2 separate regions of the Columba livia genome follow, and region 2 is linked to region 1. A link is a contact called in public Hi-C data. All regions are on one chromosome and are shown on one strand. Each heading gives the region's core, a stretch centred on a gene start, on an enhancer-like site or on the middle of the called end of the contact. The rest is flanking DNA. Distances are from core to core; before and after follow the strand shown.

Evidence for each region. Hi-C and Micro-C count contacts between places; a contact is called where the count stands out from the background.
Region 2: a Hi-C map of liver shows a contact between it and region 1, with 1.9 times the contacts expected there. The contact joins two enhancer-like sites. A contact is called at or near these places in 2 of 2 Hi-C or Micro-C datasets (crop and liver).

What each region holds. Positions count from the first base shown.
Region 1 is chr1:65,776,706-65,780,247 of bColLiv1.pat.W.v2, reverse strand. No RefSeq gene overlaps it. Among named protein-coding and RNA genes, the nearest start is that of SLC5A7, 34 kb to the right of the region's middle. Within about 2 kb of position 1,842, at least 2 of the 3 cell types and tissues checked have an H3K27ac peak away from gene starts, as active enhancers do.
Region 2 is chr1:66,105,480-66,109,098 of bColLiv1.pat.W.v2, reverse strand. The region is part of intron 2 of ST6GAL2 (ST6 beta-galactoside alpha-2,6-sialyltransferase 2); the gene reads right to left. Among named protein-coding and RNA genes, the nearest start is that of ST6GAL2, 150 kb to the right of the region's middle. Within about 2 kb of position 1,503, at least 2 of the 3 cell types and tissues checked have an H3K27ac peak away from gene starts, as active enhancers do.

The DNA of each region.
Region 1 (3,542 bases), core at 593-3,092:
TTTCAGACTAGGTGCAATTTCATAGAATCATTTAGGTTGGAAAAGACCTTTAAGATCGTCAACTCCAACCATTAACCTAACACTGCCAAGTCCACCTCTAAACCATGTCCGTAAGGACCACATTTACAAGTCTTTTAAACACCTCCAGGGATCGTGACTCCATCACTTCCCTAGGCAGCCTGTTCCAATGCCTGACAACCCTTTCCGTGAAGAAATTTTTCCTAATAACCAGTCTAGCCCCCCACCCCCTCAGTGCAACTTAAGATTATTATCTTTCTTGTATCAACATTCCAAATGGTCTGCTTTGACAACACAGTGAATGAGACAGGTATGATTTAATTACCAGATAATGTCAATGCTGTGTATGTGTTGGCACTAGGACAACCCAAAAATTTGGGAACATTATTTACCAAAATCAGGAGGTGGATGGGGAAATTCCAGGAAATGGCGCCAGAGTATAGACCTGGATCCTTTCAGATAAAAACTGAGCAGCCCTCACAAACTCTGTGTGTAAATGTCTATATAGCTGGGTGAGTCTAGCTCTCCCTTAGGAGATTTAGGCTGGTCAGGCTCTGAAGCAAAGGATACAGCTGTTCTGGTGTTAAGGAGATCACTAAATCCCTCTCCCCAAAACATCCCAACCTGATTTCCTTCCCCAAGGAGCAAACAATGAAAGGCAGGAAGCATTGGGCCAAGCCTGTGGGAAGAATGTGCTGGAACCTGGCCCTTCACCATTTGGATTTCAGACAATTTAGCCTGGATCTGCTTTCCATGCCATGGGTACCCAGCCTTACAATTAATTTCTCCATATAATATCCACATGCGTTCTAGCAACTGTTTGTAACTTGGAGGGGGTTTAAGTATAGACAGCATGGAATAGTTGCATATACTGGATTCAGTTGTCTGTTCAAAAAATCTGTTTAGATCTTTTGATCACAGCTTCAGAGCTGTTCTTTCCTCCATTTTTTTAACCCAATCACTTTTCAGTCATAAACTTTACTTTTTTCCTGTTTGCTCAGACCTTAGTCTAGATTTTCTACTACTAAAATCTTGACAGGACAATTATATAGATACCAAAAATAGGGAATTTTATTTGAATACATCGTCATCTACCTACCAGTTGGTCGCATAGAAGTGCTTGAGCAGCAGTGTTTAGTAGCAAAATCGTAAGCCTCTGGTTCTGTAATTATTTCATATTAATACTTTACATATAGTTCAGACAGACCCACAAACATCTCCACCTGTTTGCTTGTAGCATATGGGTCCTGCTGAGTTCAGTGACAAACAGTGGGAGCAGACAGTGATCCCACTTCTCTCCCCAGATTCAGGACCTGGAGTTTTTTGCAAGATGTTTGCATTTCTGGATGGTTTTCGCCTCTACCCCAGACAAAGCACTGAGTGACACCAGAGGGTATGATTTTCCTAGGCCGTGGCAGGGATGGCACCAGCTGATCAGCTGGGGTGCTTCCATACTTTGCCATTGCTTTTCTTTGTTATATACTTTGAAATACAGTAATTTCTTCTCAGGTCTCAAGGCTGCTCTTCTCCAACAGCCAGTATCTGTCCTTCATGGAGTTGTTTATATCTGTGCAGCCTCTGTTTACAACCTGTGCCCCAACTTTCAAGTCCTTCACTGTTATCCCACATCGGACCCGGGGATGCCTGGTGCCAGACTCCAGTTCAGACAGCAAACTCTCACAGCAGAGTTAGCAAAAAGCCTGTGGCCGCTCTTACTGGGCTTGCAATTTCTCATAAATGCATATAAGGAGCAAGAAGTATTTCCTGTCATGGTAATGTAGTTATTACATACCTTCCCAGTCGCAGTGAGGAAGGGATCCACAAGCTCTGCCCTTTGCAAACTCTGTATTCATTACACATGCTGCTGATGTGCAGCGACTTTTTTCCCCAGTGGGAAAAGAGGGGGGAAAAGGTAGAAAATTCCCTTCCCCACCTTCAGAAGTACAAAACAATTTCAGCCCCAGCAAATTGCAGTACGCTGGCAGGGATCTACCTCTGAAATTTCTCTCTCTGTGCCTCCATCTGGAATAGGTCCCAACTGTAACCACCTAGGTGTCTGTTGTGGTTTGCAGAAATGCAGGGTAATATCTGGATTTCATAAGCTGCTGCTTCTGGATTCCTTCAAATTAAGGACAACTGTGATTTCTGTGAAATGTTGGTGCAGAAATAAAAAGGCTCTAAGACTTAGAGGTGAAATTTGTCACAGCTGTGAATGTATACACAGCCAAGTGTTAAAACCTTGAAAAAGAGATTAAATGTGTAAATGAGAGGCATTTCAAAGGGACAGCAACAGAAGTCTGCACAGTAAAAATTAGGAATACTATGTAAAAGATGTTGTTCTGAAAGAAGGAACTTATAGATTCCTGTGAATGGAGCAGTATAAATCATAATTAGTCTTGCTGATGGACTAGCAGTTTTGCCTATTGAAAGTACATTGTTTATAATAACTGGTTTATACTAGGAGTATTATGCCTATGAAACTCAAATGGTCACAGTGGCTCAAACATTAGAAGACAAAGTTTCAGCTGTGTGATGGAGAGCACAAAGTAATGATTTGATTTACAAATAGTGAAATTGTGAAACAGGTTTGTTCTCAGATAGCTGTGACATTCAAAGGGAAGGGTCCTTATTATCTTCAGGGATCTACCAGAGGTTTTGGACTATAGTGTGCCCACTGAAATAGGCAGCTTCTGGCCCTGAATGTTTGAGACAGGTTCGCTAATAGAAACAACATTGTTATACTGACTTCCACAAGCTGAGAATCTGCCTCAGCCTGTATTACATCCTCATGTCACGATGTGAAAAAATACACATCAAAGTCAAACCAAGGTGGTGGAACAGCAATGGGTCTAAACCCAGAGTCATTGCTCAGCAATAGCTGAGACAGGTGCCAACTAAGTGCTCTGCTTCAGTAGGAGACACAGTGTCTCCTTCAAAGACCAAAACCAGCTCTCCCTGTAATCAAGAGAGACATCCACACTGAGTTCAGTGGGAGCTGCATCAGACTCTGGTGACCAGCTCTAAAGATCAAAGACATTTCATCAATTTTCAGCCAGAGAGCAGTTGCTCAACAGGACATAGCTCAGGCCTTAGGAGTAAAAGCATCTACATTTGGTTGGTGAATAATTCTATATAATGTGTATTTTGTGCTATAATATTTATGAATATGTGTGGTAGGAACCTACAAAGTGTGTAGTAATGCAGTACCCAGAAGAATGAGGTAATATCCAGTGCATCTCAAATAAAGTAAGTTGAGAGAAGTTTAAGGAGGTTTAGTGGTAATGTTCTGAAAAATCTGTACAGACTGTTCTTTCAACATGGTAAGAATTATGTATAAGATTTAGGCAATAATTATATTCATTAAATTAATGGATGAAAGTTTATATATTGCAGGAATCTCCTCCTACTCAGCATTCCTATAAATTATAAATAACATTCAATTTAGTGTGACTCCATAGAGAAGACAGTGCCCTTAATCTTCAAGTGGATTTCAAGCTTATGCCTTCATTAATCTGAAGGGAAAG
Region 2 (3,619 bases), core at 254-2,753, 330 kb before region 1:
AGGTTGGAGGGGAGACTTTTCCCCAGCTGGCATGAACTGGTACAGCAACAGTGGGCCACATCATTTGCTGGGGAGCACAGCCCAGGATCAGACCCGAATAAGAGAGTGGCTGTTGTACCTCTGCTATGAATGCTGCACAGACACTGAGGTGGCACAGAGTTCTGCATGTCAAGGCATGAGGAGTATGCATTTTCCAAAAAGGGGAACGGCTGGCACAATTAACTAAATACATGCCTTTGGGATAATGATGGAGATTTACATAAAGGGGAAGCAGGGGGAGATGTCAGACCTAGACTTGGAAATCTGTGCTCTACTAATACCCGGGAATTTTGGACAGCTTATGCATTAGTGGGGAGATATATGGTCCAGCTTGAACTGAAGTCTGACTGAGGGGGCTGTGTTCCAAGGAAAATACACTAACACATTGCTGGACCACCACGCATGCTATGTCCTTATATGAACTCACTTGCTTAATCAAGTGGTGTGGGTATCAGCGGCAAAGCTGGCTGAAGAAAGTCCGGCCCTACCTGATCACAAGCCTTATCATTCACCTTTCTGAACAATGGCTATCATCAGCCTTAGGTGCTACAATGAAGTGTAGCTCAGTATACTACTTAGTGATCTATCACTTACCCGATCTTGACTGAAAATAAGCCCTTTCTTTTGTATTGTTGTTTCTAACTCCATTTGTTTCAATTGCTACTTAATGGTGGGACGTAAGAGCCACATGTACCAGGCAGCTGTGATCATAAAAGGGGAACAGGAGCAGGGGCAGGTTTAATTTCATTAACAGCCTGTGTCTCAGGAGCCACCATCTCATCACACTGTGTCCAAACAGCACTCACAGCTCTATACACCTCTGGTAACACCCTGCCTGCTTATACTTGACCATCAGGAGGGACCAAAACCACACTCACCATACTCTATCACCTTTCTGCAAGCTGATAAACTACATCAAAGTTGAGCGCAAACTTTGGATTGAACCTGTAACTAAGGCTGTGTTTTCACATCGAAAAGAAACTGGCACTTACACTGGCATAAAGTGTTTTTTGCTCTGTCCCTCATCCCTGCACCGTGCCCCTGCCACTGCCAACACCCCTGTCTACACAGCTGGATCAGTAAAATGATACAACAGGGGATTAGGGGAAGTCTATGTCAGAGGGTTTTTTTTGTTTTGGTTTATTTTTTTTTTAAACTGGATCAGTCCTCTTATCCACTTCAGTGTGGTCACACATCCAGTTGTTTCAGCACAAACGAGGAGATTGCCTACCACAATGCAGAGGCGTGAACAAACCGCAGGTGGTATTAGCAGGGATACTTCAGGCTAGGATTTCTGCTAACCTCCTGGGAATGTGAGGCCACAGCATTACATTTCCAAACACAGTCTATTTTAACGACCAAGACAAATCCCAGAACATTAAAAAAAGCAAGCCAACTTTGGGACTCAAAGCAGTGTCCAAACAGAGAATAATCTCACACTTGGATGACCAAATTTCATTGCAAACACATTCATTTCGAGTACACTGAAAAAAAAAATCCAGGAGTGCGATAACCCTGTGCTCCACACACGTATGCCTTGGTTCACATAAACCACATGGAAAAAAGCTATTACTCCCACTGACCCATTTCCTACTTGCTCTCTGCTGCTCTTACTGCAAGATTACTCTCTGCAGAACCTCGACACTCCCCCCTACCCCATCCAATTTTAAATCACTACAGTCAATGTCCTGTGGGAGTCGACTTACAGTATATGGCTGTTGTGCAACTTAGGTCTGCCCTGAAGTTATTGCAACCTGCCCACTCATCAGTGTTCAGATGGTTTGCATTTTTAAATCAGCATTCTTCACTCGTCTGAACTGCTTTCATCCCTTTTTATCATTTTCCCTGCTGTGTTTCCCCAGCACTTTTCAACACGTGGCTTCCAAAACACTGTGTAAGTTAGTCTTTGCTCAGTCAGATGTTTCTCCTGCTGAATATACATTTCTTACAGGATCTGCAAAGGAAGCATCTTGCAGAATCTTTTAAACAGACAAGCTTGCAGGAAGTCGAAGATACAAAGGAAGAGGTCACCAATATTTTTCGCAGTCACATAACAAGTCCAAACACAATTTAAACACAAACCATAGCAAAATCGCATGATTTCGTATTTTTTTTCCCAGTTTTGTTGTCTTATAACCAGAAGTTGGTAAGAAAGAAAAGGTTTAGTCTTAATTCACGTGTGAGACGATGAAAGTTTCTAATTGTCTGTGATTGCATGTGTTTGGTGCAGCAGACTGCCTCAGCATGAAGAATTAGTGTGGACTCCTAAATTTGGTATTCAGGTTACAATCTGAAAAAGGAATGAGTTGCATTATCAATTATTTTTAAAACAAAGCAAATTATTTTTTTTCCCATAACACTTATAAGGTCATAAAAGCAACATTTTTATTGGTCAGCATGGACATGTGAGCATGCACATGATTAGAGTTTTCATGTAGCAAAAAATTAGCTGTGAAAAAAAAATCAGCATACAGCAATCTATTTGTCAACACTGCAAGCAAAAGGAAAGCCACCAGTGAGAATAAATCTGTAAAGTTTACACATTAACTACTGCAGAAGCTTATCTACAATCCCTTGTTGCAAGTGGGGCCTCAAAAAGGATACTCAAATCTCTTGAAGACGGGAGCTATGCAGGCAAATCTCTGTGCTGCTTTCATGTTTTTTGCTCACAAGAAAAGCCTTGTCCTCCAGCAGTACAGCTGAGCTGGAAGCAAATTCAAGGTCATTACTGTATTAGTTGCAAGAGGACCCCTAGAACCTCACAGGATCTTGAAGGCTGTGCCTGGAAAGCTGCAGTAAGTCCGGAGAAATATCAGTTTATCTTATCTCCCGCTGCACTAAACATCCAGTCCTCTCCCCCTCAGTCCCTGTGACTTCTCACACCTTGCAGTCCCTGGCTTTAGGAATGTCTGGGAGGAGAGGGCAGCCCCTCCAAGCGTTCCTCACGGTCCCCCCACTGCACTGGCAGCGGACCCCTCTGCTGCTCATAGAGGAATCTCCCTCTGTACCATCTGGGGATGTGCTTAGGCTCATGCCCTGTGTTCCTGACAGAAGCACAATTCAATTGAAGAAAGAAAAACATTAGTGTAGGAAAACAAAAATTATGATTGCAATGAGCTACACTGGCTAAATAAACAGGTGGTTTCATAGATGTAATTACTGAAGTCCATCAGATGCTTCACAAAGAAACTTCCACCTCTCTCATCTATGCTCGTCTATACAGCTTTCAACCTGTCAAGGCAATTCTATACAAATTTCCAAATTATCATTAAAGTTGCTTATTGTCTCCAGCTTCACCACCTCTGCTGCAATAATCCTCCCTAGTTACAATGAGACTGTTGGGAGTCAAAGCTCCAGCTAAGGAGTACCAGAGGAATAAATCTGCACCTGGGGAAAGCCCCCAAGTCTTAACCCAACTCACGTTCCTGTTCAGTAGAGGTAATAGAGCTGTTTGCCCCAGTAGGTGCTATGTCTCCTATCTGATGGGCTTTTCCAATCATTAACTGATCTAAGCTCCAAGTACTGTATGGAGAGGGGCTTTTCTCTTACCAAGCCAGAATATTTCCATGAAAGCCATGGA